Regions from separate parts of the Mus musculus genome. Here all the other regions are linked to region 1. A link is a contact called in public Hi-C and HiChIP or PLAC-seq data. All regions are on one chromosome and are shown on one strand. Each heading gives the region's core, a stretch centred on a gene start, on an enhancer-like site or on the middle of the called end of the contact. The rest is flanking DNA. Distances are from core to core; before and after follow the strand shown.

What was found. A called contact is a pair of places that touch in the nucleus more often than the background predicts. HiChIP or PLAC-seq counts read pairs in DNA pulled down with a chosen protein or histone mark.
Region 2: an H3K27ac HiChIP or PLAC-seq map of thymic regulatory T cells shows a contact between it and region 1, with 3 times the contacts expected there. The contact joins the enhancer-like site here to the promoter of Hdac7 in region 1. A contact is called at or near these places in 2 of 484 Hi-C or Micro-C datasets (CD4 T cells and CD8 T cells) and 3 of 115 datasets of contacts at active chromatin or transcription factors (effector CD8 T cells, memory CD8 T cells and thymic regulatory T cells).
Region 3: a Hi-C map of CD8 T cells shows a contact between it and region 1, with 2.7 times the contacts expected there. The contact joins the enhancer-like site here to the promoter of Hdac7 in region 1. A contact is called at or near these places in 1 of 39 promoter capture datasets (the C10 cell line), 4 of 484 Hi-C or Micro-C datasets (CD4 T cells, CD8 T cells, Th1 cells and 1 more) and 2 of 115 datasets of contacts at active chromatin or transcription factors (memory CD8 T cells and thymic regulatory T cells).
Region 4: a contact with region 1 is called in an H3K4me3 HiChIP or PLAC-seq map of pro-B cells, with 2.1 times the contacts expected there. The contact joins the promoter of Asb8 here to the promoter of Hdac7 in region 1. A contact is called at or near these places in 2 of 484 Hi-C or Micro-C datasets (cardiomyocytes and myeloid progenitors), 2 of 115 datasets of contacts at active chromatin or transcription factors (memory CD8 T cells and pro-B cells) and 1 of 9 other capture datasets (embryonic stem cells).

Annotation. Positions count from the first base shown.
Region 1 is chr15:97,827,338-97,834,049 of GRCm38.p6, reverse strand. Hdac7 (histone deacetylase 7) reads left to right here and starts at 2,555. Exons shown (of 25, transcript NM_001378971.1): 1 at 2,555-2,691. The coding sequence starts at 2,673. Gm33636 (a long non-coding RNA gene) reads right to left here and starts at 3,364. Exons shown (of 4, transcript XR_001781759.2): 1 at 2,745-3,364.
Region 2 is chr15:97,376,012-97,382,723 of GRCm38.p6, reverse strand. All of the region lies in intron 5 of Pced1b (PC-esterase domain containing 1B), which reads right to left. Among named protein-coding and RNA genes, the nearest start is that of Gm33325, 22 kb to the right of the region's middle. Within about 2 kb of position 2,628, at least 55 of the 459 cell types and tissues checked have an H3K27ac peak or open chromatin away from gene starts, as enhancers often do.
Region 3 is chr15:97,454,236-97,460,947 of GRCm38.p6, reverse strand. No RefSeq gene overlaps it. Among named protein-coding and RNA genes, the nearest start is that of Gm41393, 51 kb to the right of the region's middle. Within about 2 kb of position 2,662, at least 59 of the 459 cell types and tissues checked have an H3K27ac peak or open chromatin away from gene starts, as enhancers often do. A contact at or near this core is called in CD8 T cells, Th1 cells, memory CD8 T cells and 2 more, where this site is marked.
Region 4 is chr15:98,141,832-98,148,543 of GRCm38.p6, reverse strand. Asb8 (ankyrin repeat and SOCS box-containing 8) reads left to right here and starts at 2,842. Exons shown (of 4, transcript NM_001170710.1): 1 at 2,842-2,943; 2 at 5,730-5,893. The coding sequence starts at 5,765.

The DNA of each region.
Region 1 (6,712 bases), core at 1,306-3,805:
TTGGATTTTTCTGTCGTATATCTATCTCTAGAGGTCCCAGGAGGCTAACATGTGCCACCAGGGAACATGGAACTTAGCATTGGCTTGGGAATCCATTGTGAGGCAGGGGATATTGGAGTCATAGGTAACTCTGGCAGCATCCCAGAAACATCTGGCTCAGCACCCCAGAAACATACCGCAAGTGCTGGTCTCCTCTCTGCCTACATTTTGCAGGCAGTGAGTCCTGATGTGAACCGAAAGCCACAGGTGACCATTGTGAGCATAGACGGGTGGTGAGCATAGATGGGTGGCCACACATCTTTATCCCAATCACTCAGAAGTCAGTGGTTAGACTGAAGAGAAGAGGTAGCTTCAGGAGCAGATGCACGGATGCTGCGCCAGTAGAAATTAACGAACAAGAAATTCAGCACAGAAACAGCTTTAGGAAAGGAAGATGTGGGGGCAATGTACGGTTACAGGAGGAGAGAGATAACAAGAGAGATTGGGGGTCCTCTGTACACAGGTTTCTTTTTTCCCCTGAAGTCTGTAACCCTCACGGAAGTCGTTGGAAGTAGAGTGCTCTGGTTTGGAAAGACAGCTCAGTGGATGAGGAAGTGTCTAGCAGAGCCAGAATGGACAACTTCCGACAGAGGGTCTATTAGAGATGTCTAGCTGGAGGGAGATCTTGGAAGGTCATGAATATTCATGAGTCAATGAAGAACTCGGAAGCCACGCTGAGGCAGTGCTTCCAAGCTAGGTACCTTGAACACTTGTGATAAAGAAGAGATTCAGACTCATAGACTAGACAGCTGAGGGTCAGTGCGGCTGGGAGAAAATCAGTGCTGGGGTGGAGTCCTTCAAGGGAAAGAAAATCCTTCCGGCTGAGGCTACAGAAATCGTGAAACATTTCAGAGGAGATGAAGGGATTTCAACAACAGAAGGGAGAAAGGTAGAGCGGCATTTACTCTGTAGGGAGTGTCTTAGGCCAAGGCAAGGAAGTGGGTAAGTATGGGGACATGAACAGCTAGCTGACAGGGCTGGCTGTGGTAGTAATAACGGTAACTACCTCTGAGCAAAGTACCAGGAGACACTGGGCAGGGATGTGTGTGGTGCCACATTGCAAGAGGCCATGGATGCTAGGGCAAGGTTGTAGTACCCATTAACAGGTACAGAGGAGTTACACTTAGCAGCTGAACAAGGGCACATGAGTCTAGACCTGTGTGTGACCTAGCAACATGGCCAACGTCCCTCTAGGCCACTCAAGACTCTGGCTTCCAAGATATCACATCTCTAGGTCTGCCTCATTTTCCCCTTCTAAAGGTTCTTGGAGTTCCGAGGACTCAGAGAGTAGATTGGGACCAGAAGGAAGCTGCCTTTCAGTGGCGGGCACCTCAAGGGCAGGGGAGCATAGTGTTCCTGGTGAATGACCGCTCTCCCTTCCCAGTTTTCTGACCTGCCAAATTGCTGGAGGCAACAGGACTGACAGGCCAAGCCAGGAAACTCAGTGGGAAGGTCCTCGGCCCCTGACCCTTGAATCTGACCTCCTCCCGTCTAAGATGGGGGAGAGGCAGGGAGGGCTTCAGTGCAAAGCCAGTCCTCAGCTGAGTTTATTAGCTGAGGGAGGGCTGGAGGCGGCTGCATTCCGACTCACAGACTGGAACATTTCTGTGATCCGCTGTAATGCACTGGGGGACACTGGGCACATTGCTGAAGTTTGACTCATAGGGTCCAGGAGTGGGGGGGCAAAGGAGGGTCATTGTGGAGGGAGAGGAATGGAAGAGGAAGAGGAGAGGATGGAAGGAAATCCCTTGAGAAAAATTTTTTTTAAGTTTCGAAAACTGCACCACCCCCCATCCCCTTTTTTTTTTCTTTTAATAGGAACAGACTGGACCCTTCTGCTCCCCTCAGCAGACAGTGGGGGCGGGGGGTGCCACTGGGGTTGGACTGGCAGTGGTTCAAATCAGATCCTGAAGTGTTCCTGAGGAGAGTCGTGTGTGTGTGTGTGTGTGTGTGTGTGTGTGTGTGTGTGGTGTGTGTGTGTTAGGATGGGGCAGGGGTGTCCGTCTGGGATTCCTTGCTCGAGACTCCAAGCGTGCCCTGCTCTCCCTGTGTGTAGCGCTGCCCTCGTTGACTTAAGTGTGTAGATGTGTGCACAGGAGTCCTTCCCCGAAGCGTAAAGCACCCTGGCTTGTGTAAACATGGATGCACGCCCGTGTACGCTGTGTATGCACGGGTGCGTGCACTCAGGTATCTGGGTTTCCGGGAATTGTGCGCGGGGCGCAGCGCCGCGCGGCGGCTGGGGCTTCCGCGGCCGCGCGCGGGTCCGGCCGCGTCCCGCGTTCCGGGTTCGGCGCTGCCTCCCGGGCGGTGAGCCGCGCCCCGCCGCGATCGGTGTCTGCCGCCAGGCTGTGTGCTGCTGAGCGAAGCCCGGGTGGTGTGTCCCAGGGCCGCCAGCGCCGGCCCCCTCCCTCCCCTCCCCCTTGGCCCGCTCTCAGACTCAGATAAAGCATTTCCTTCCATTGTCATCCTACCCGGCCGGCCAGGCTGCCAGGGCCCTCCCCCTCCCGGCCCCCTCCCTTCCTCTCGCCGTCTCACAGTCGCTCTGCAGCCTCCGGCGACCGGGGGGATGTGAGGCCGGCGCCCCGGCCCCCCGCCCGCCATGAGCCCCCGGCTCTGAGGGCCCCGGCCCCTGGATGCACAGCCCCGGCGCGGGTGAGTACCGGGCGGCCACCCCCTCCCCGTCCGCCCCGCCCTGCGCGCGGCACCCTGCGCTGCTCGCCCCGGCTCCCGCTCCGGCTGCGGCTGGGTCTCCGGCCGGTCCGGCTGGCCGGGTCCTCCGCGCGCCCTGGACCGCGCCCGCTCGCCCGGGCTCTGGCCCGCTCGCTGCCCCGGCTGGTTCCGGGGCCGAAGGGCTCCGGCCTCCTGCGGGGCGCCCACATCCGCCCGCTCCCGGGCAGCGACAGGCCCCGGGGAGGCAGTGGGAGGCCCGGGGCCGCCTGTGCAAGGGCCGGGCGTCCCGTCACCCTCCTCCCCGGGATCCGGGAGGCACGGCCGGCCGCCGAGGCCCGGGAGGGGGCGGTGCTCCGGGACCAAAGGTTTGGAAGCGGGAGGGCAAAGGCTAGGACCCACTGAACTGGCGCAGAACTTGCAGGGCTGGACATCAGCGCCCCTGTCTTGTAGAACTGGGCAGGGCCCTACTCAGATCCTGTAGCTGAGGGAAACGTCCCCTGGAGGGGTACTGGGCTGGGAGATTTCTCTGAGCATCACCCCTTATCCTTGATCACCCATCATAGAGAGACAGACACTGTGTTCAGCCTAGCAGTGAGGACAGTTAAAGGCGTGGGGAAGTGGGGGCCGCAGGCTGAGTACTGAGAGAGGTAGGGAGGTGGGGAGCTGGATCTAGCCCCCCCACCCCCACCCACCCCCAGTCTGATAGTACTGAGAAGTATGAGAACCCGGGCAAATCTGGCAACTGAACTGTCTTTTCGCCACTGCGATTTCTCCGCCAATTGAGTTGGAAGAAAAACCTAAGTCCTGCATGCAGGTCGCTTAATGAGTCCCACTTATTTCTCACTGGCTGCCGGTTTGGGGCCGACTTAGGGCTGACCATTGGTTCCCTGAACTATCCTTGCTGGCTGTCCAGCACTCCCCCAAAGCATCCTGCATCATCTGGCGGGGTTGGCTTGCTGCTAAGTATCCCTTCCCACATCCCAACGCAGCATCTGCTTGAGGCCCAGTTCTGCCTGCCAAAGTTTCAGGGTGATAATAGGACATTGGCCCTCGGTGGCCCTGGAGGGAGTGCAACATCTGGAATCAGGAGCTAGTCCTCCAGACTTTTACCTAGATTTGCTCAAATTCCATTGCAGACTGTCACTTTGGTTGGTTTCTATCCTCTAACTTGTACTTAGGTGACCCATTTCTTCCCAAGAGGACCCCCATGGGCTGCGGTCGTGCCTCCCCTCTGTGCCAACCTTCCGAGCCTCTTCTCCATCCGCCGCAAATCATCCTTCACTCTTAACCTCCTTGCTCTCTGCAGCCTCACGTCTCCCCTCAGTAACTAAGTACTTTTCTTCTTTACAGTGATTCCTGGGGGGGAAATGAGGCACAAAGCAGTTCCAGTGTATGGTACCCAGATAACTGAGATTGGACCAAGTCCTGAACCCAATGGGGCTGAGGCTTGTGTCTCTGTCTTTAGTTTTATGATGTCCTTTCCAAGCTAGACCCTCAGAGCTGTGCGTTGGAAAAGCTAGGTACAGGGTGCATCTGAGCCCCCTGCTGCTCAGTTTGGCCCCTTAGCTGGGGCATTTTTCTGTGTCTCAAGGGCATATGCTGAGCTTTGAGGCAAAGAAGGTTTCTCTTCTAAGCAGGTCACCTTACTTAAGCAGGCTTTTCTCAAAATTAACATGATAAGGTGGGTGGGTGGGGAGGATTCTCAGTTCACTTTCCAAAGCTCAGAGCTAGAGGGACCAACCGCACATAGCCAGTCAGTAATCCACGGGGAGTAAGGGAACAGGCAGAGCCTCCTGTGTCCTTGTCTCAGGGATAATGGTTCTCACCTATCTAGTTCCTAGTGGCTCAGTTGTGATGGGATTGGAAATGAGGACCTTTTTATAGCTGTAGGCACACTTCTTTCTTGGCCTTCTTTGCTCTTTGCCTTTCTTTAAGAACTGGTCGTTTCAACGTTGACAGGAGCCCCCAGAGAAAGGTGAGCTAATAATGTAAGGCCCAGAGTCACCTAGCCAAGGAATGGCACCAACCAGACCGGCCTCTGCCAGCATCTATTCTGAGCTCTTCCTTGGTTAGATGTGGTCTGGAGGCTGCAGGAGAGTATGGGGTATTGCAGGGCTTGAAGGCAGGTCCCCTTGGAGGCGCCAGCTCCAGGACTTTGAGTTTGTATATGTTGGATTTGTTCACTAGATGGGGCACTTCCTCTGGGGCAGGAAGCCTTGATTTCCTGTGTTGGGGGGTGGGTAGGGACCAGGAGTGAGGGGCCCAGTGCACCATCCCTGATGTTGTTTGGAACCACAGAAGGGCAGAGCTTTCGCTTGAAGCAGCTTCCCTAATCCAGGGGAGACAGGAAGGAGAGCTCTGGCGGGGAGGCCCAGGTTGAGGCTAGGGAAGGCTCTAAGTGCCATGAGCTGGGGGGTGGGTAGCGCAGCAGGAAGCCTGGTGAGCAGGTGACTCTGCCGGGTATTGTATTCCTTATAATATTTTCCCTGTTTCTGTGGTAACATTCCATGGGGGCCTCAGGCCTTAGGGCTGCAGGAAGGCACTCCAGACAGCCCTTTCCTTAGTGGCCCCACGTACTGGGAGCCCCCACATCTAGCTACTCCCTAAGCCTTTTGCTCTGTAGGACCAGGGCCTGAGAATCCAGTCAACTGGCCTGACCAAGCACTGACTCCGGGCCCCATGATGTCTCCTGGTGGGCAAGGGAAGAGAACTGGGCTGGATTTGGGGGGTGTCTCCAAGCAGATTAGAATACCACTCTCAGCCTCTGCCTCACCTTATCCCATCTTTCTCTCTTCTACCCTCCTCCAGTCATTCAAGGGGCTGTGGACCACGAGCCAGCTGCCTGGGGCAAGGGGTGGGGGTGGTAGAGGCAGGAGGGATGTTTTCATCAGCAGAGCATGGCTCCTTTAGTTCTGGACCTGTTCCCAGAGGCAAAATAAATTCAGGCTAGCATCTGTTTAGTGTGAGCCTCCGTGTGATATGTGCGTATGCACTGGGTGTGTGGTGGGTGTCTGTGTTTGCCCAGGGCTGTGTGTGTGTCGATGTGGTGGTTCTGTGGCAATCTGTGATCCATGTGCTGGCTCTGGTGGGTGTTTGGGGGTATGCACACATGTGGCACAGATGTGTGTCTTCTGTGTCATGTGCACCTTTGTAAGTTATGGCTCTGTGTCGGGTATATAGTGCCTATAGACAGGTTTTAGGGATTGTGTACCTATGTAAGACTTTTACACGTGTCCAGATCTTGACTTGTAAAAGCACAGCCCATGGTTTTTGTCCTTTTTTTCTCTCTCTTTCCCTTTCTCTCTCTCTCTCTCTCTCTCTCTTTCTTTCTTTCTCTCTCTCTCTTTCCCTTTCTTTCTTTCTTTCTTTCTTTCTTTCTTTCTTTCTTCTTTCTTTCTTTCTTTCTTTCTTTCTTTCTTTCTTTCTTTCTTTCTTTCTTCCTTTGTTAGTTTGTTTAATGATACAGGGTTTCTCTGTGTAGCCCTGGCTGTCCTGGAACTCACTCTGTAGACCAGGCTGGCCTCGAACTCAGAGATCCACCTGCCTCTGCCTCCCAAGGGCTGGGATGGAAGGGGCGTGCCACCACATCTGGCATCCATCCATAGTCTTTAACGCCAGTTACTGGGCTAGTTGCTTCAGGATCCTGTGAAGAATGTGTTTTAAAACATCCTTGGGCCCCATCCCCACCATCTTTTAGGGTTGGCAGGAGTTGAGGGAGGCACCTCACTCACTTGCATGGTGGGTGATTGTGGTGCTGAGCCATGCCTGAGGCGCAGAGGCCTGGGTCAGCCTTTCTGTTTATTTCTGTGGAATAGACCTGCAGAAAGAAAGGGATGCGGTGTGTCTGAGGTCACGGGCTATTTAGAGAAAGAACTCAAGACAAAGTGCAAGCTTCCTAAGACTGGTCCAGGATTTGGGTATGCGTGCGTGTGTGTGTGCGTGTGTGTGTGTGTGCGTGCGTGCGTGCGTGTGTGCATGCGTGCGTGTGTGCATGCGTGCGTGT
Region 2 (6,712 bases), core at 1,379-3,878, 450 kb after region 1:
CTTGCCTTACTAAACACTTTGGATGAAATGCTGACAGATGTGGGACTCAAAACCTCAAAGTTAAAGTGCGATGGTACACGCCCTTAATCCCAGGGCAGCAGAAGCAGAGGCAGGAGGAGCTCTGTGAGTTCAAGGCCAGCCTGGTTTACATAGCCAGTTCCAGGTCAGTCATGGCTTGTTACAGGACTGTCTCCAAACACACAAAAACTGCAAGTTACCTTCATTCGACTTGCCATCTAGGATTCTTCTCTTGAGACAATTAAGAGGTAGAAACACACTTCATACTATCAACAAACTGACCAGGAGGGGCACAGAATTCACTTCAGGTACTTTGTGTCGGCTACTTGAGAATGGCAAGATCATATAAGCCGTAAGCATGTTAAGGATAGCTGGCATGACACTGTAAATCATTATTTTCTGAGAAAGGTTTTGCTGTATATTCCAGGCTGGCCTCGAACCCCCAATCTTACCATCTTGGCCTCTGGGAGCTGGTGTTAGAAGTATGCACCACTACATCTGAAACTTCTGGGTCTTACTAGGTGGCCCCTCCTGGAATTCACTATATAGACTAGGCTGGCCTTAAAGAACTCAAAGAGATCGGCTGCCTCTGCCTCTCAAGTGTGTTGGTATTAAAGGAAAGAGACAACAGGGCCCAACTAACAAATTAAAATGTTAAGGCTATGCAGCTTGTGGTTTTAAGTGGTCCCAAGTATCAATTAAGAAAATAGGGAGAACAGTGAGTTCTCATAGAACAGGTGAAAACACTCACCTGTCTTTACCCATTAATCACGTAAACATTGTAATCAAAAAAAGTTTTGCAGGGAGCCTTTATTCCCAGCACTTGACAGACAGGCAGGTATCTATGAGTTAGAGGCCAGCCTGGTCTACTTAGTGAGCTCTGGGGACAGCCAAGGTTACGCAAAGAGACCCTGTCTCAACAAATTCAAAAAGAAAGATCAACAACATCAGCTCATCATCACGAGGCAGCAAATGAGGCGTTAATGAGGAATCGCACACACAGGGCTGCAGATGCTGCTCGGCTGACAGTGCTCACGGAGAACACGCAGAGCCAAGAGTTGGATCCCGTTACCACATCACCAGGGGTGGAGGCAGAAGCTGCAATCTCAGGGCTTGGGAGGTAGAGAGGTAGGAAGATCAGAAGTTCAGGGTCATCTGTGGCTACAGAGTGAGTCTGAAGCCAGCCTGGTGAACATGAGACACTGTCTCAAAAGACACATACAAGCAAGTCAACAAACAAAAAACCCAAACAAACAAAAACAACAGAGAGAAAGAAAGAAAAGGGGAAAAAAAACAAAACAAAACCTGAGTTAAACGTTATTTGTCCTCTTAGCTCACAATCACTGAGAAACTGGGCTTGGTAGTATATCATAGGACTATGTAATGCTAGCTCTTGGAAGCAGGAGGATAACCCTAAGCTCTTAGACCAGCCTGGTCTACATAGTAAGACCTTTTCTTAAAATACCAAAAAGGAAAAGGAGGTAGGGGGAGGAAGGTCACTGATAATTGTAATATAAGCCAGGTGCGGTGGTGCAAACAAACCTGTAATACAATACGGGAGGATCAGTGGTTCAAGGCCAGCCTCAGACATAAACATACCAGATGACACTTCTTTGGAACCAAGATACCATGGGGGGTAGGGGGGCGGGCAGGACAGGCTCTGCTTGCTGAGGCTAAGTTCCTTAGCCTCTCTGTGAAACAGCACTACAGGACTCACATTGACTTGATTAAGTGGGGATTAAGTGTTGCGTACACAGATATTGTTTATTCTCCTAAGTCTGCAGGTCTTCACGGAGACCCGAGTGTCAGATCCCGAGGCTGGAGTTCCAGGCAGTTGTGAGCAGCCTGATGTGGGGAGGTGCTGGGCTCTGAACAGCGGGGCTCTCAACCTGAGCAAACTCTTCAGCCAGGACGTACTTAAAAACAACCCTGCCAAGATTGATTCTCAGAGAGCAAGCTACAACAGAAGAGCAGTTTAACCACGTGCAAAGAGAGAAGAAACTGTTCATCTGCCATCGGGGGTTCTACAAGACCAGCGGAGGCGATGGCAGGCAAGGGTTTTGAACATATGCTGGTATTCACAGAATGGCTCTTGGGTGACCTACAGAAAGCATCATTCTCTCCAGTCCTAATCTATAGGAAAGGTTATAGAGAGATTGGAACTAAGATTTACTCATTTTATTCCTAGGGAGCTAACTACCCAGAGCGGATGGTTGTGTGTACCTGGGGGCGGGGCTGGAGAGAATAAATATACCAAATCTCGTCACTCATTTTCAAGCTTGAGACACCAATATTGAACAAGGTGTTAGCATAACCCAGGAAGACGAAATACCGCAGGTTGCGACTTCCCTGTGGGAAAGGGTGGCTCCCGGTATCTTCACCAGGGCACCTTGGACCACACGCTGCTCCCAAGGATCAGGGCCAAGTCAAACAGAGTCTACAAGAATTCTCCATTGTCCTGGGGGGGCGGGGGGGGGGGGAGAAGGGGCAGATGGCATGGAGGAGGGAGAAAAGGAAGCATCCCAGTGAGCAACTGAAACCAAAACTCAGAGAGGAGGAGGCAACAACCGGACCAAGCCAGACACCCTCTGCCCCCGTGAGCCAGAACAGGCTCCGCAGGAAGGGCACTCACTCCATACATACAGCAAAACCTAAATGCCGCTTTTAGTGGACAGAGAGAACAGTCAGAAAAAGGGTGAATCATCTCAGGCGGTTAACAAAGACCAACCGGGAACTTCCAGTTCCGGGTCTTATTTATAAGAACTGAAACAAAAACAAAAACAAAAGGGATTTGCATACAGGCAGGTTAGAGACATTTGCTAAACTCCCTTAGTAGTTTTTGGATGCTACTTTACGGACTCACATAATGAGAAGGGAACACACAGTGGGTCAGCTGTTGTCTCAGCCGGTGTGGTGGTCAAACACCTATAATTCCAGCACAAGGCGCCAAGGATGAATTTTACCCCAAAAGACTAAAATGAGTTGGCCTCTTCCCTGCAGGGGAGAGATAAGAAAAAGGCTGCCAAGGACAGATAAGGTGGGAGCTGGTCCTACAGAGATTGTGCACAAGTGCCCAAGGCTGTCTGAGGAGAGGGCGGGGTTGGAGGCAGAGGGGTACAAGACTGTCATGGCCACCTTCAATTCCACTCTTAAAATGTGGCCTGCTTCCCCAAATCCTAATTACTTTCTGTTTTGCTGCAAGATCTGGGGCTGTAATGCTGTGGGAGCAATATGCATTAATGATGGCTACTGCTATAAAATAAAAAAAGACTTTCAAAGAACTTGCTTGTATTTCTCAATTTGGGGATGATTAATTTTTCAGTAGCTTCATAAGGCATAAATTATAAATCTTTGACTGTTACTTCATAGCTATCCCAAGCCAAACCCAGAGCATTTATTTTTCATTAATCAATGTTTTGTAATAATTAGGTTAGTTTTGGAAGACTGACAATGAACTAGGCCAGTTGCCCTAGGGATAGGACAGAGGTCTTAAATCATACAGACAGACCTGACAAAGGGGTGCTGCCTGCCTGGGCTTCCTGCAGGAAAAACAGGTAAGGAGTTTAATAATTTCATGCATCTGACTAAATACCTACTGTGACATTATACTAGGATTAGAAATAGCTCCTTTCTGTTTAAAGGCATTTTGGGAGAATCTAATTTATTATCTATCTATCAATCCTATCTATCCATCCATCTATCTAGTTTTTTTAAGACTGGGTCGCACTACGTAGCCTGGAACTCAACGATGTTTAGATCAGGTTGGCCTTGACCATGGGAGACCTGCCTGCCTCTGCATCCTGAATGCCGAGATTTAAACATACCCATCTCAAATCAGTACTTTTGACTTTTCCAAGATCTCTTTCAATGTTAAGGCATTGCATGTATAGACAAGAAAATACTTATTTCTAAGGGTACTCACATACTCAACTTTCCTATGTTCTGGTATTAGTTTAAAGTTGAACTAAATTTGTCAAAAAAAAAAAAAAAAATCCATGGCCTATAATGGGCCTACATTAGATTGGACCAGGCCTACTAAGACAATTAAGGATCCTAGGGTGGTCCACAAAGCCTGCCTGCCTTCCAACTACTGGCTATGGGTATTCTGGGGGAGGGGCAGTCACTGGACCCTGAACTGGGAATTCACCAAACTTTTGATTTGAGGTAAGTAAGTTAATATCCGCCAAAAATTAAAGAAACAATATTTTAAAGGTGGCCTTAGGGTCACATCAAATACATAAAAGTCCTGTGAAGAATGTGGTTACATGTGGTTATAAAGAAACCACTGCTGGGGAACCGCTGGCAGGACCCAGTCTCCTCCTCCCAGGTGGCGCTACCTGCTTACCAGGCCTCAGCCCTTTGGTCTAATTATTAAAAAAAAAAAAAAAACTAGTTTCCAGTGTGTGTCAGGGCCTTGACAGCTGTCACCTTGCACATTTAACCTGGTTGACACTTGTGACATAAATGGAAATTTGAACCAGGAAGATGCCTGCCTGCCCTTCAAAGTGTGTTCCAGGTGACCTCAAGTACTGCTTAGGCAAGAGTTGAGATGGCCTTGCTGGCCTGTGGCTTTATGATCCCTCACACTAATGCCTAATACTACGATTCTTTTGAAAAAAAAAAAAAATCGATTACATGTTTACAAATTACAAGCTTAAAAACTCTTACAGCAGTTAGAGCCTGGCCCAGTCTACAGAGTGAGTTCCCGGATAGACAGGGCTACACAGTAACGCCCTCCCTCGAAAAATCAAAAACAAAACCACCCAAAACAAAAACCGACCGTTTCATATGGGCTATATAAAGAAATGTAAGGAATAAATTTAAGAGTGAGATGGAAACCCCTAACACTTGCTATGCAGACACTTTTTAGGGAAAAATAGAATCTTTTTGGACAATTTGGAGTGTCTTTTAATTTTTTTGAGAACTGTCTCTTTGTAGCCCTGACTGGCCTAGAACTCGGGGAGAATTCCTGCCTCTGCCTCCCGAGGGCTGAGATTCAAGGTGTGCACACCGCCGTGGATCTTTTAAACAATTCGTGAGAATTTCATTTCAACCGCATACAGCGATGCGAATTTTAACCTCACCATCTCGATTCGTCACTTCAAGTTCCACTATAATCTGTCTAACAGGGGAAGGAAAATGCTCCAAGAAACAGCAGTGCCATACTGGTCTCAGTCTGGAAACTCATTTCTCTGAGCCTCGGTTTCCCCTCCAGTAACAGAGGGGATGAGAGGAGACCCGGTGTCTCAAAGGCCTAGTCACGCCTGTGGGACACCGGGCCCCTTTCCAACTCCAGTACAGCAAGCTGGCCCCACTCTAGAGAAAGCCCGAGGCCCCGAAGCCCCCACCCCACCCCACCTCACCCCACCCCCACCCCGGGGTCCCCCTTCCCATCGAGCGCAAAGGCAGACACGTACCTCCTGGGTTAGATCAGCAAGCCAAGTCTCGCCGGGAGCCTCCTACATCTCAGGCTACCTCCCCGTGGGCTGACCCTGCGCTCGGCATGCTAGTCTCTAGTCCTAAGGTTAGCTCCCACCCTTCTAAGGTCTCGCTGCTCCGAAAAAGAAAGGTAACTTTCCTTGGCTCCACCTCCAGGCCTGTCCTACCGCCTGGCCTTCAAAGCCACATTTTTAAAGCGCTGTTTGCACAGCCTGTGTCCGGTCCTCTCCCTCCCACTCACTCCTCCTTTGACTTTAATTTGGCTCCCAATCGCATCAAACCCGAAGACGTTTGTCAGTAAGTCACCACTGGCTCCTTGGCTTCCTTTCAAAGGCCGATTCTCGTCCTTTCCAGCTGCTGTTGACCGTACGTCTGCTACGCCCTCCTGAGTCCGTGTCACCGGCCCCGCTGGGTCCTGTCCTCCCCTGGAGCCTTTGCCGTACCTCTCTTCTCTCCCAGGGCACTCCCTCAAAGTTGCTCTTTCTCAAGGCCCTCTTCCACCTTGGTCTCAATCACCCTCAAGCCTATCTTACCCCAGAGAGTTCTGGCTTTGGCTTCAGCCAGATTGTAAATGGCTTCTCTTCCCTAGACTCAGGAGGAGGAAGACAAAGGACCACCCATCACCTTATCAATACTATTTGTATGCAGATAACTCAGAGTTAGGCAATAAAGCCACCAGGCTGAGAGGGAGGGCCCGGGATTTGGCCCTGGGGTTAGATCCAGCTGGAGTTCCCGGCCAGATCTGCACTCTGCCTGCTTTAGGTCTTCTGGCCCAGAGGGGAGGGCAGCCTAGTAAATTACTGGCGATTTCTCAACAGTTGATAGCTAGCAAGATGATGCCACATTTTAAAACAGCCCATTCTCTACCCGGGAGTCCCCAGCTCCAGGCATTCAGGTGTGTAAAGTTCTTCAGTGGGGGAAGGGAGGAATAACAATAGCTTTCCACACTCTCCAAGGTTCCTGATCCTCACACCAAACTGACAATTCCTAAGACCGTTCCCTCTTGACCTTTGGACAGTCTTCCTCAAGGTAAATACTGGCTGTGGACTGGAATGTCTGCTCTTGGTGTTCAGAACTTCACTTCTGCATGGAAATATATGACTGGGTGGAAGGAAACTCCTTCCCCAAGGCTGGCTCGAGTCATTTTTATTTTTCATAAATGGCTTTTCCCACTATTCTCGAAACATCCAAATCCTTACAATGCTAGCTCAACTCAACTATTTCTATTTATTTCTACTTTATTGGGAGTGCTAAG
Region 3 (6,712 bases), core at 1,413-3,912, 370 kb after region 1:
TAGATCCAAAACAAACCTCGAAGCAGCCTAACTTATAGGAGCTGTACTGAGGGCAGGAAATAATTATCCTGTCTTAGTCTTCGGCCTGGCTTAAGGTGGGCTTGCCTCCCTAGGGGTAGGCTGTCCTTCCTGAGGGGTGGTACTTTGACCAGACTATTGACCCATTGAACTAGAATAGTAGGTCTCCGCCTACCCAGAAGTTTTCCTTCAACGTTGCTTTAGCGTTAACAGTCATTGGCCATTACACTTGCTTCAGAAGCTATAGTCTTTTTAAAGGCTGATGACATGATTCACCGGGATAAGGCTGATGCCCTTAATTTCATCTTTTGAAGCCAGAGCAGGGAAGAAGAGACCCGGCTAGGCTTGGCTCCTATTGGCTGTTCTCCGAGCTCCAGCTGCACCGCTTCCTCCCCATAATTTTTATATGACTAAGGGTGCCAATCTTGTCCAAGATGTTTCTCAATCTTTCCCAGTTCTAAATTAAGAGAAAAAAGGGGGGAGGGGACATTTTCCCCCGAGCCTTGTTCTGGTTTTATTTGCATTTCAGCTACCAATCCATGCCGAATTTGGCCGGACACAGGAAGTGAAGCATTTTCGAACTTTTTCTTCACCCTGATAATTTGCTTGCTACATCTCAGGTGTATCTGGGCCTGTTTCTGGGATCCGTGCTCTCTGTTAAAAAGCAGCCTTATTTCCTACGACGTCTCTGTAATGTTAATCTGCATTTTCTGTACTTTCTGAACCTCGAGATTGTCTTGGTGAGTAAGTTGGTTCCTCCTCCTGATTTCGTGCGCAGTTACACCGGCTGTTCTCACTCCTTCCTTATTCCCCGTGAGTTTTGGATAACTTTGTCAGCCTCCAGAGAAAGCCAAGGGTAATTTGGTAGGACAACAAGCAGCACTGTCTCTCTCATTCATTCCTGTTTTCTTACACGTTCCTGTGTTAATCGGGATGACCGTGTCTACACTGGGAATACAATTAGGCCCCCAAATCTCACTAGATTATCTCAGTACAGTTTTATTTCTCCTCCATGCTGATTTCAACATAGAAGGGGCTGTGCCGTGCAGGTCGCTTTGATCAGACAGCTCTGCTGGACAAGAGATGGCTTCGACATTCTTATATCTTTCTCAAATGTCCAGCCCCCTCTGAGGTGGAGCCCTAAGCCTAACCCCGGCCAAAGGGCTTTGAGCAGCTGTGATGTATCTGCTTGGGTCACAGGCTTGAAAATTGGTATCAGTTTTCTCCGTGATCGTGGATGGTTGAGATCATGGGCAGAGTTGACAGAACCAAGGAGAGATACTCATAGGCCCCTTCACTACAGGCTGGCACCTGCCTCGAGTCAGCCCGACTGGGAAGCTGAAGAAAATCTTTACTGTGTCAAGTACCGAGAGGTTCTGGGGCTAAGTTGTTACTTCAATGTTAAGGGAAATGTCTATATTAACAAAATAATGTATACAAGTAAATTTCTAGGCTTGGGGAGGGTGAGACTCTCACATGTCATACAGAGGGCATTGAGGAATATAATACCAGAACTAGCCAGAGAGGAGGCTAAAAGGGCTTGGCTTGCAATCCTCTTGACCTTGGAGTTCTGTAGCAAAACACCATCTAACACAACTGACTCGCCAAAAACAAAAAACAAACAAACAAACAAACAAACAAAAACCCTTAAGTTTCCACTTCGTGGGGGCGGGGTTCAAGGCAAAGAAAGGTATAGGGCTGAAAGTCCACTGGACTCTGAGTAGTCGTAGGCTCTTCATGGGTTCTCGTTTAGATGTCCCTACAAGGTTCACGTACCTACTCTCGAGACGCCCCGCCCCTCCTCTCCTCCATTGGTCCATGGTTGTGCATGCTACCTTTCTGGCACCAGGATTGGGTGGTCTCATACTACTCATGTACAATGGTCCGTTTGCTGTACTAGCAGAGACGTGGCTGCTGGTAGCTGGGTTCTGCCACCAGCTGAGGTGGGCTCCCAGCACCCCCTCCCCCCATCTTTGTGGTGTAATTGAAAAAGACAAACTTGCTGCAAGTGAAGGAAAATGACTTACTCCCCTGCTGCTCCCGGCCCCCCCAGCAGCAGTGGGTACACAGAAGCAGCTCTCTTTTTGTGTTTAAGTTTGATTGCACCGGTTTCCGTTTCTTAAAAATCAAAAGCCCCTTGAGTGAGAAAGTTTCCATGCTTTACCACTACAGAACATCTCCAGGAAGCCTCCCTCCACCCCACCCCACCCCGCCCCGCCCCGCCCCGCCCTGCCGCAGCCCCGCACAGGCTGTGGCCATGAGCACCTGGCTGTGGGATTTCTCAGCATCCTCTGGTTTTACCGGGGGGATTACTGGGGATGAGGTAGCTAGAAATTGGCTTATGCTTTTATCCCCAGCCAAGGCTGGCCAAGCTTAGGGATAGCTGCTTTGAAAACAGCCTTGCAAGTGACAATACTATTAAAGTCAAATATGGTGATCCCTACTCCAAGGCTAAGGGACCACCACAGAAGACAGCAGAGAGATCGTAAGAGGCAGATGTCAGGGAAGCCTGGGAAAATGATGTGACAGGACACAGTCGCTGTACTTTTGGGTTCCTAGCAGCTCGACCGTGGAAGTGGGAGGAGCTCCCCCGCGTCTACCGTTAACTGAGAAGCTATTGACAGTTCACGGCTTCTAGTGGGGGAAGAGTCAGTCTTCTTTAAGGGTGTGACCCATGGCTCGCTGTCGAGCACACCCCAGTGGAGGATCTATACCCATGAGTATATGGGCAGCCCAAATGGGACTCAGTGGACTGGGGGCTGGGAGAGGGGATGGAAAAAGATGGAGAGAGATGGGGAGAGAGATGGAGAGAGAGAGAGAGATGGAGAGAGGGAGAGAGAGAAGGAGAGAGATATAGAGAAGAGGAGGGGAGGAGAGGGGAGGAGAGGGGAGGGGGGCAGTGAGGTGAGGACCTGGAGGAATTAGGAAGAGTGGATATGATCAAAGTACATTGAATTATTAATTCTCAGAGAATTAACAAACTATTTTAAAAGATTAAAACAAAAAAAAACAAAAAACAAAAAAACATTGATTCCAATTTTTGCATAATCGGGTCAAGAAAAAGGAAAGCACGCCTTCATGTCCTCCTCTCTGGGAAGGTTCATTTCCCACAACTGACTCTCTTCTCAGACTCATAGCATCCCCTCCCCCATCCTCACTCTCAGCTAATGAATTTTCTACCCTTTCCCTAAGCTGCACCCACGCACCCGGCCCTGCTCGCTGCCCTCCCAGTGCCTACTGCTTCCCTACAATGCCTACTAGAACTTTCTGTGACCATATACGTGTCCTGTCTCTCTATCTCTCTTCTGTACCATGCCACACAGTGGCTGCAATGATGGGGACCTGAGGATGTAGAGAAGTCTCGAGGTTAGCTGTGAAGGGACCAGAGACGTGGGGTGGAGAGTATAGAGGGAAGACGCTCTCTCCATGTTTGAGGGGGAAAGGATGAGAATGGTATGTTTCACATGTTATGTAAATGTCCGTTCTGTGTGGAGCCGTGTCTTCCTGAGTCAGAAGACCTGCTTGACACCTTCAGGTCATATCTGACCCCGCATAGTAGCTGTCCTTGCTTACCTCCCCGGCCGGGGGGTGGGGGGTTCCTATCGCCTTGTCCCATGGCTCCCCGGGGGGCTGGGGGTGTCCTATCGCCTTGTCCCATGGCTCCCCCGGGGGAGGCTGGGGTGGTCCTATCACCTTGTCCCATGGCTCCCCCCGGGGGGGGGGGGTCCTATTGCCTTGTTCCATGGCTCCCACGGGGGGCTGGGGGGGTCCTATCGCCTTGTCCCATGGCTCCCCGGGGGGGGGGTTGGGGTGGTCCTATCACCTTGTCCAATGGCTCCCCCGGGGGGGTCCTATCGCCTTGTCCCATGGCTCCACGGGGGGCTGGGGGGGGTCCTGTCGCCTTGTCCCATTGCTAACGACCCTGCTTCCTCCATCTTGAGTCGGTTATAAGAGCATCATTTCTCATTGACTTCTACTTCCTGCTGTTGTTAAAGCGTCCAAAGCCATCCTTATTGCTGTTCTTTGTACTACGTTACTGATTTTCCCATGCCTTTGTGCCATGTGATTTCTGGATTGCATGGGGCAGTATGAGGCATGCTAGGGACCCAGCTGAACTTTTAGTGTAGATTGGGGAGGTTTGCTTGAATTGCTCTTCTGTTTCTTCGCTTCTGTTTCTTTAGCTCCCATGTTCTCCACCTCCTATAATTAAGACACCAGGCCTCTTGGCGGATCACTCACTTTTTCTTTCTTATCCTCCCCTCCTCCTATCTCCTTTTTTGTTCTACTGTTTCAGCCGACCTACCTGCCAACCCTGATAGTCAACTTATTGTTTCAGTGACATATTTCCATTTTTTAAGCGTTCTCTTTTTGTTTTATTAATGATCTATTTTTCTTATAGCATCTGATTTTGGCTTTCCAGATCAGAGATCTTCTCTTACTAGCATCCCCTATACAATCTAAACCTCCAAAGCATTTTTAATAATTTTTATCTTGCCCTTTCATGTTAGACTCTTTCTTCAAATAGTCCTTGGCTAACCACGTATAGCCAAGAATGGGGAACTAAAAGGAGATGCCCAGAATCTTAGCATATGTTCAAGAATAGTGCTTGTAGACATGACATCATCATCAAGAAAATGTCAGAGACCTTTTCTCTTGGTCTAGTCATAGCTTCTGACATGCTATCCAATCTATAGTTCAGAAGCTGAGCTGGAGCAGGCCAGCGATAGAAGTGGGGTGATCCCACAAGTCACTGTTAGATTTTTATCCAATACCAGCTCCTCTTCTCTGTGTCTTGTTCTTAACCATCCCACGATGCCCTGGTTTATCCTGTTCTTATGCCTGGGTGGAAGGGCCAGGGTTCTTCTGAGAGAGATGGGAGGGGAAATGGCTAGTTATGTGCTTTGTAAGCCATTCTTAGGCCCACCTACCTCTTACTTCCAGCTGAATCCGGATTACACGTGTCTGACCCCTTGGGAACCTGTACTGGCAAAGTTGTTTCCAGGTCTCTGCCAAACAGGAAGCAGCTGTCACAGATCTCCACCAGTCGCACTGTTTAGTGGTTTTCCAGCTTCTTGATTGTGTGTGTTGGGGTTGGGCAAGTCATTAAAGAGTCTTTTAACTGTTATAGTATACAAGGTTGCAGAGAAAGCAGATCTAAAAGCATAGCGATCAGATAGCAAAACCCAGAAGTGCCCTCTCTCTCTGAGGGTAGATGAAAGCCTGGCTTAACCACAGTACAACACGACCCTCCCATTGGCCAATCTGTGGTTGTGTCTTGGTCCTGATTCCATCTGATCTTTTATTCATATTTCTCACTGCAGATGGCCTGAGTTCTGGGTCCCCACGGGGGGGCCTCATGTCTTCTTCATTTAAGGTTCTCTCTCTCTCACTCACTCATGTTTTTAGCATACAAAGTCACATCTCAGAGAATGGCATGAATGGGTCAGGGTGCACCTCAGGCAGTGCCCCACACCCTGGCAGGATACACAACATTCCATTCCTGTCCTTTTCCACTTTTTTCCATCCTCCTCTTTTTCCTGGTCACCAAGTGCTAGTGCTCCCATGGGCTCATCCTTGGGCTTCTCAGCTTTCTCTTTGATTCTGCGGCCACTGCTTCTCATTGCGTCTTTGGGCTGAATAGACCTATGCTGTCTAACACAATGATGCCAGCCACACACGCTGTTTCTCCTAAGTGCTGATGACAAGGCTCTAGCCTCAATCTTCAGTGTCACTTGTGCGTGAAATTGCAAAAGTCCTCCTTGGCACTTTTATGCTTTGACATGGTAAAATTGTGAGGTTATATATATATTTGGTTAAATAAAACACACTATCAAAATTAACTTTGCCTGCTCTCTCCCTTTTGAGGATAGGAGGGCTACAAGCATACCAGGTTGTATCATACACATACCAGACGGTGTTGGTCTAAGCACTGATGGCTTTCCCAAACTCTCTGAGCACAGACTTCTACAAATGCCTGCTTGACAGACTCACACTCGGATGTGTGATGAACTTCCCAAGCTTCACAGATCCCGCATGGAATCCCAGAACCTCCCCCAACCCAAATTCTTCCTCCATGTTTGCTCCTATCACAGTGGAGGTACCACAGCTTATAGCTGCTGGATGTTAGAATCTCTGTTGACTAGGCCTGGATCTCACTTTACACATCCAGTTACCTCCTGACATAGGTGGAGCTAGGCAGCCTCTCTCCTTAACCCCACCTTGCCAGGGCAGCAGCTACATTTGTCCCTATCTTAGTTAGGGGTTTACTGCTGTGAACAGACACCATGACCAAGGCAACTCTTATAAGGACAACATTTCATTGGGAGCTGGCTTACAGGTCCAGAGGTTCGGTCTGTTAACATCAAGGCAGGAACATGGCAGCATCCAGGCAGGCAGGCATGGTGCAGGAGTTTCTGAGAGTTCTACATCTTCATCTGAAGGCTGCTAGCAGAATAATGTCTTCCAGTCAGCTAGGATGAGGGTCTTAAAGACCATGCCTACCCACAGTGATACACCTACTCCAACAGGGCCACAACTCTTAATCCTGCTACTCCCTGGGCAGAGCATATACAAACCACCACAGACCCAATTCTTTCCCTTCACAGTAGCCAAATAAATTCTGTTATAAACTCTGAGCAACCAGATTGCTGTCCTTCTCTAACACTTGAACCACCATAAACTCCAGATCCCCACT
Region 4 (6,712 bases), core at 1,593-4,092, 310 kb before region 1:
TCTGCTTGTGTAAAAGCAGGAGGAAGCAGGATGCCGGAATGCAGAGGGCTGCTCTTTGGAAGGTCAACAGATGGTAAAAGCTGATTTTTTCCCCCCTTGAGGCCTTTAACTATTCTTTGGAGATTCCCGTCAGCCCTCATAAGTAAATTTGAGAGACATGGAAGTGCTGGTCTACAATAAACTGTGAATTTTAGGCTTCCTTTGTCTGTCCCTAACTTCAGCCTTCTGGTTCCCCCATGCCTCTAGACTGCTTTTTAGGCGGTAGGCAACTCCGTGTTGCCTGCCTGTTACGTGGCCCAAATTTGGTCCAAGGAAATTCTGATATGTTCATTCTCTGCAGCTGCAGCTCTCTCCCGCTTAAAAGCATGAATGATATCGGGGTTATTGACTTGACAATATCAGGGAACACCTTTCAAACTCTCTGGTGCCAAAGAAGCTCATTTGCTTGAGAAGAAAGAAATATTTGGGCGGCAGGTCAGGCGGGAGTCAACAGCACTAGTCTCCCCTTTGAAGCTCTAATAGCTCTCCGTCTATGTGCTCTTGGTTTCGTTTTGGGTAGAACTATTCTTCACCGTGCACCTTGGACATAAAGCCTTGTTGATATGATCATCCTCTGTCTTCCAATCCTTAATGAAAAGGAACCACACTTCATCTCTGTCCCCCGAAAAGCTGAGGCCCTAGGAAGTAAACGCTCAGTAGAAGTCCCGACAAATCTCAAGCAAAGTCTCCAAACACCTCAAGACAACCTGGGTGGGCAGCCTATTTTATTACCACTAGCAAAATGCAATCACTCACACATTTAGAAAATACTGATTTTTTCCCCATAATCTAAAAGCTTTAATATTTACTGCTCAATAAATTTGGGGATTGCGTAGAGGAAAGGAGAGCAACCATCAGGACATAGAATTGTCTTCTCAAAAAAAAAAAAAAATTCCCAGTGCAACAGGAATTAGAGACATTTTTTGAATAGTTTGTCTAAAAAAGAAGAAAACCAAGAACAACATAAAATAGAAAAAAGGACAAAAACAATATTAGATTTTATTTTATTTTTTTGGTTTTTGAGACAGGGTTTCTCTGTGTAGCCCTGGCTGTCCTGGAACTCACTCTGTAGACCAGGCTGGCCTCGATCTCAGAAATCTGCCTGCCTCTCCCTCCCAAGTGCTGGGATTAAAGGCATGCGCCACCACTGCCCGGCTCAAATATTAGATTTTAAATGTGACAAGAAGTCAATGTTTTACAAATAGGCAATGTTATAAAGATTTCATGTTACTATTCTAATTTTTCTGTATGTTTGAATATTTTTATAAAAATATTAAAATTTAAAATTGAGAATCATTATTGTCCTTATCTTTCTTCAGGAAGAAGAAGAAAAAAAAATAGAACAGACACTGTAGGCTTTGCAATTTTATAATGAAGTGCTCTCAAGCTCCATTTTGTAGTACAGTACCATGACGATAGCTATACAGCGGTTTGAAATTGGGCAAGTGAGAAAGCATTTGGGAAGCAAGACTTTGTTTTTTACTTAAAATCAAATTTTCTAGAAATAGAAGGATATTTAAGTATTATTACAGCCAATGAAAGACCCACAATGTGAGGGCTCCCCCACGTTCTGACTCAGGAGAGGCGACACCCCAAAATCACCCACAAGAAACGGGTCTTGCTGCAAATTGCAAGAGGATTTTTATTCAAGAGCGCTCTCGGGCCCATGGTCATACACCACGCAGGGGTAGAGGACCGTGGCGCCCTGAGTAGCTGGGTAAGGGGGTATTTAAAGGAAGAAACCGAAACTTAAGGAAGTGGGGAGGGTGTTGTTGGAAGATACCAAAGATACCAGTTAAGAGTCACAAGGAAGTGTAAAGTTACAAGAGTCACAAGGAATACCTGGTAATTGTTAACTCTCAAGACAGCTTCTAAGAGCCTCTAACAATAGCACATTTGCATTGCAGGTTCTGGTAATGGCCAGGGTGACTTTCTTTGAATGAGCACTCTTTGAACCCAGGAAGCGGGTGGGTAGAGGAATGTTGCTCTCTTTTTTGATTAGCATACCTTTACAAAGGCCACATTCCCAAGCCTGGGCCTAAAGGCCTAGAATTCTGTTTTTACGTTGTTATACTTTCACCAACACTCAAGAAAGATAATACTCGGAGAAATTGAGCGAAATACATCAGTCTCAAAGCCAATGCCCGAACCCTGTACTCTTCCTTCTGTGTTGGGTCATTGAACTACAGCTGGCCCAGAACCTCCGAAGAGAGGTGACTGCCACCCTCCAGGTTACAGTACTTCATCTTGCTAGATCCTTAGACCCTCTGCTGTGTACAAGTGCAAACCTGCTTTTGTTATGTAGTGGGTAAATTCTGAGAGAGAGAGAGGGAGAGAGAGAGAGAGAGAGAGAGAGAGAGAGAGAGAGAGAGAGAGAGTTAGTTCAAATAAGCTGGGCTTCCTCAAATCAAGATTGAGAGGCAGTCACCAGCAGCTTGCTCTGTCAATTATGTGACGCTTGTACTCTGAAATGGATGATGCTAAGCAGAGAAGACGGTGGGGATGTGGTGCCAGGACTGTTTGCAGATATAGACTCTGGGAGGCAGACTAATGGGATGCCCTGGTCCACACAGACGCAGACTTATAAGAATAGGCTTAAAATTCGGGATTTTCCTCCACCATTGGACCAGGACACGAGGCCAGAGGCTAGGAGTGATCTAGCGATCGCGCCCACGTCCTATAAGCAGCGACAGGGGAATGCGTCCAGCTCCTTAGGAAAGTTTTAAGAACCCACCAACGTCCACAGTCTGCGCAGGCGCACTCGGCTCGCTCACACTGGCCTGCGCGCAGGCGCCCACGCACTCGGCCGGCTTGCGCTGTAAACCCCGGGGCTGATGCGAGCCGCTTCTGCTTCCGGGTCACGCCTTGACAGCGGCTTCCCGGACCGATCTGACCCGCGGTTCGGTGAGTGCGGCCGTGAGTGCGGGACGGTGTTGAAGCCAGCCCCCCTCCCCACCCCCAAGTCGGTGCTTCGCAGCCTGTGAACGCCCCTTAGCCGCCTGCCCGGCCTCTGTGCCTCCGGACCCGGCCACCGTTCCCGGCCTTTGCGGGTGGTGGGGGCGGGGGCTGGTCGGCGCCCCGGGGTGCAGGCTGAGACTCCCGGGACTCGCCCGGATTGCTGTGAGCGCCCGGGGGTCCCTGCCGCAAGGGACGCAGCAGCCCTGGCCTTTGCTGCCCTGGCCCCCGCCCCTCTCCGTCCGTCTGTCCGTCCAGACCCGGCAGCTGCGAACCTCCAGCTGTCCGCGTCCTGGGATTGGGAGCCTCCGGCCAGGCCAAGGGTCACCGCGGGGGCGAGGCCGACGCCGGCCCTGAGCAGGGTCTGTTGAGTGTATTTGTGCATTGCTTTAAAAAAAAAAAAAAAAAGTTTTCTGTACATTCCATAGGAGGGAGAAGAAAAAACAGGGCATGGAGCAAACGAGTCACAGCTGAGGGAAGGACCCACCGGGGTCAGATTGCAGGGTTGCTGGCCTCGGGGGCCACAGGGAAGTTGATTATCTTGATCTATCCTGACAGCAGATGCTGTCCTTGCGAAAGGCACACAGTTTCACCTGGAGCTTCAAGGTAGAGTTCTTAGCCTGGAAGCCAGGAACATCCATAAAATGAGTGCAGGGTTTAGTGCCATCTGCTTAATGTACCAGGAACTTACACAACCACATCAGGTCAAGCCTTCTGCTTTGTCCCCTCTGACCAACACCGTTGCTGAAACCCGGACTATACCTTTGCGCCCACCCCACCTCCCAACCCCATGCTTTTTTGTCCCCTTTGTTACAAAGTTTAAGAAAAAAAAAACAGGATTTGCCGAATTCTAAGCCATACCCACAGCCTCGCATACCTTTCAGACAGCTGTTAATGGCTACTGATTAGCAAAAAGAAACTAGAGTTTATACTACATTATCGAATGTATAAAGGGATAACCCATCGCAAATTTGCGCTTCTTAGTAGTTGCATGTGTAATTATATATATATATTCTACAGTAAAGCTTTTGCTTCTGAGTCACACCCTGACAGCAACTTACCTAACCCAGGGGTTTGGTGAGTCCGATCCTGGGTGCTTGATGCTGTGATGCCAATTCAAATATGGATTTAACAAATTTATATTGAGGACCAGCATGTGCCAGGCACTACTTAAAAACCTTCTCATAACCTTTACTCTTAGGGGTGGGGTTGATTTTTTTGTTTGTTTGTTTTTCGAGACAGGGTTTCTCTGTGTAGCCCTAGCTGTCCTGGAACTCACTTTGTAGACCAGGCTGGCCTCGAACTCAGAAATCTGCCTGCCTCTGCCTTCCAAGTGCTGGGGATTAAAGGCGTGTGCCACCACGCCCGGCATTCTTTCCAGTTTTTGATAGGTGCTTTTTTTTTTTTTATAAGGATGCACCACCTCAATAGCTGTTATTTAACACATCTTCCATAGTTAAAGCTTTTATTGTAGTTGAATCTAAATACGTTGAATTATTTTCTTTCACCGCTCATCCTAGAATTCTCTACCATAACGTAGTTTCAACACATTTGCACAGCCATATTTCTCAGGCATGTTGACTAGCCAGTTATTAAAATGTTTTTATTTTAAATCTGCTTATTACCCAGAATTGGAAGTATTTTTTTATTGGCTTGAAGTTTTAAAGATTTGTGTTGATTCCAGAGTGGTTCTATGCTTACTTTCCCCACTGCCCGGCTTTTTTTCTCCTTTGAATATTTGAAAATATTTTACGGGCTGGTGGGATGGCTCAGTGGGTAAGAGCACCCGACTGTTCTTCCAAAGGTCCAGAGTTCAAATCCCAGCAACCACATGGTGGCTCACAACCATCTGTAACGAAATCTGACGCCCTCTTCTGGTGTGTCTGAAGACAGCTACAGTGTACTTGCATGTAATAAATGAATGGATCTTTAAAAAAAAAAAAAAAAAAAGAAAATATTTTACAGATGACTTATCATAGGATAGGTTTATTCCATTGCCTCCCCTTCCACACAGGCATCACACTTTTTCATAGTCTGTCAAGCGACCAGTATTTGTTAAACATCTACGTTGTATGGGATGTGGTGGCTGGCTTTACTGAGCAGAGAAGACAGAGAAACGATGATATGTGCATACGTATATTGTAAGACAAGGGTGTAAGGAACCTGAAGGTGCTACCAGGAAAAAAATAGCAAAAATTCAGAGCAGGAAGAGAGTGGCATGTTCTCTTCAGCCTTCAGAGACTCCTTGCTAGCCTTTGAAGGCCGTGTTGCGCTCCAGGAGGGTCTTAGGACCTGACCCTTGGGGGGATCTTGTCAAATGAGAGAGTAGAATGTGCTGGGCGTGGTGGCGCACACCTTTAATCCCAGCATTCCGGAGGCAGAGGCAGGCGGATTTCTGAGTTCGAGGCCAGCCTGGTCTACAGAGTGAGTTCCAGGACAGCCAGGGCTGCACAGAGAAACCCTGTCTCGAAAAAAGAAAAAAAAAAAAAAAAACCAAGAGAGAGAGAGAGAGAGAGAGAGAAAGAATGTGGACCCAAGGGTCAGAATGTCCAGGGTTACTTAGCATCCTAACAGTTGTTATAGTCTAGTGCCTTACTATCCCAAGAGGTGACACCGAATAATCACTGATATGTTCTTGGAATCTGTTTTTGGGAGTCCTCAAAAAAAAAAAAAGCTTACCCGTATCGTAAGGAGAGGCCAACTCAGTGGTACTGTACGTGTCTACTTTGTTTCAGGCAGTTTGGAGCATGTGAACACACTCTGAGCCTTGATGAGTTCCAGCATGTGGTATATTATGCAGAGCATTCAGAGCAAATACTCCCTCTCCGAACGCCTGATCCGAACCATCGCTGCCATCCGCTCCTTCCCACATGACAACGTAGAGGACCTCATCAGAGGGGTGAGTGGGTTGCTGCTGGCAGAGCAGGCCTCTGAGGTGGGCCGGGGGAGGGGGGAGGGAGAGGGGTGGAGGGATGGAGAGGAGGGAAGAGGGGTGGGGACAGGGGGTGGGACCCTGCCTTGGTTTAGCACATAGTCGGTTCCTCGGTGGTTTTAGGCTGACTAGTAAAACATGTTCTCCCCAGTTAGGCTTCACCCGCTTTCTCCCTTTCACCGTCTGTCCCTTCATAACATATGTTCTAGACCTCCCTCCTCTCCGGGTTTGTTTTGGTTTTGTAAAATCTGTGTACTTTGAAGAGAAGTAACAGGATAATGTTTTAGAACTTGTAACCATGTAGTTACTCCGCATCTCGTGGATCTTCTATGTCAGTCCAGTTCTGTAAGTGTTTCAGAGCTGCACCCCTGCCGAGGAAGGTGCGGGTGGCTCGCTCTCAGCGAGGCAGGGTCGGTAGGAGGAACTTCCTTGTGTCCTAATCCCAGCACTGCTCAGCAGTCACCGGGCTCTGGTTTGAAAGCCAAACTTGGGATCTTCTTTATCAGACAGAACAGTGCTGAGATGCAGGCTGCCTCGAAGAGTCTACAGACAGAACATCAAGATGGTCTCATGGTTGGTGAGGGTCATTTGTTGGATTGCAAAAAAGAGCCAAAGTTCTGGCCTCAGTCTGATAGACTCATTTTTATGACTTTCAGAGCATGGTGACCATAGACAGTAGGTAGATCGTCTTTTTGTCCAGGTGGCTATTTTGGCAGGCTGCATTGTAGAGAAACTTCGTGGCTTAATCTGGGGAACTGTGCACTAACTACATGCATGCCTGGTGCC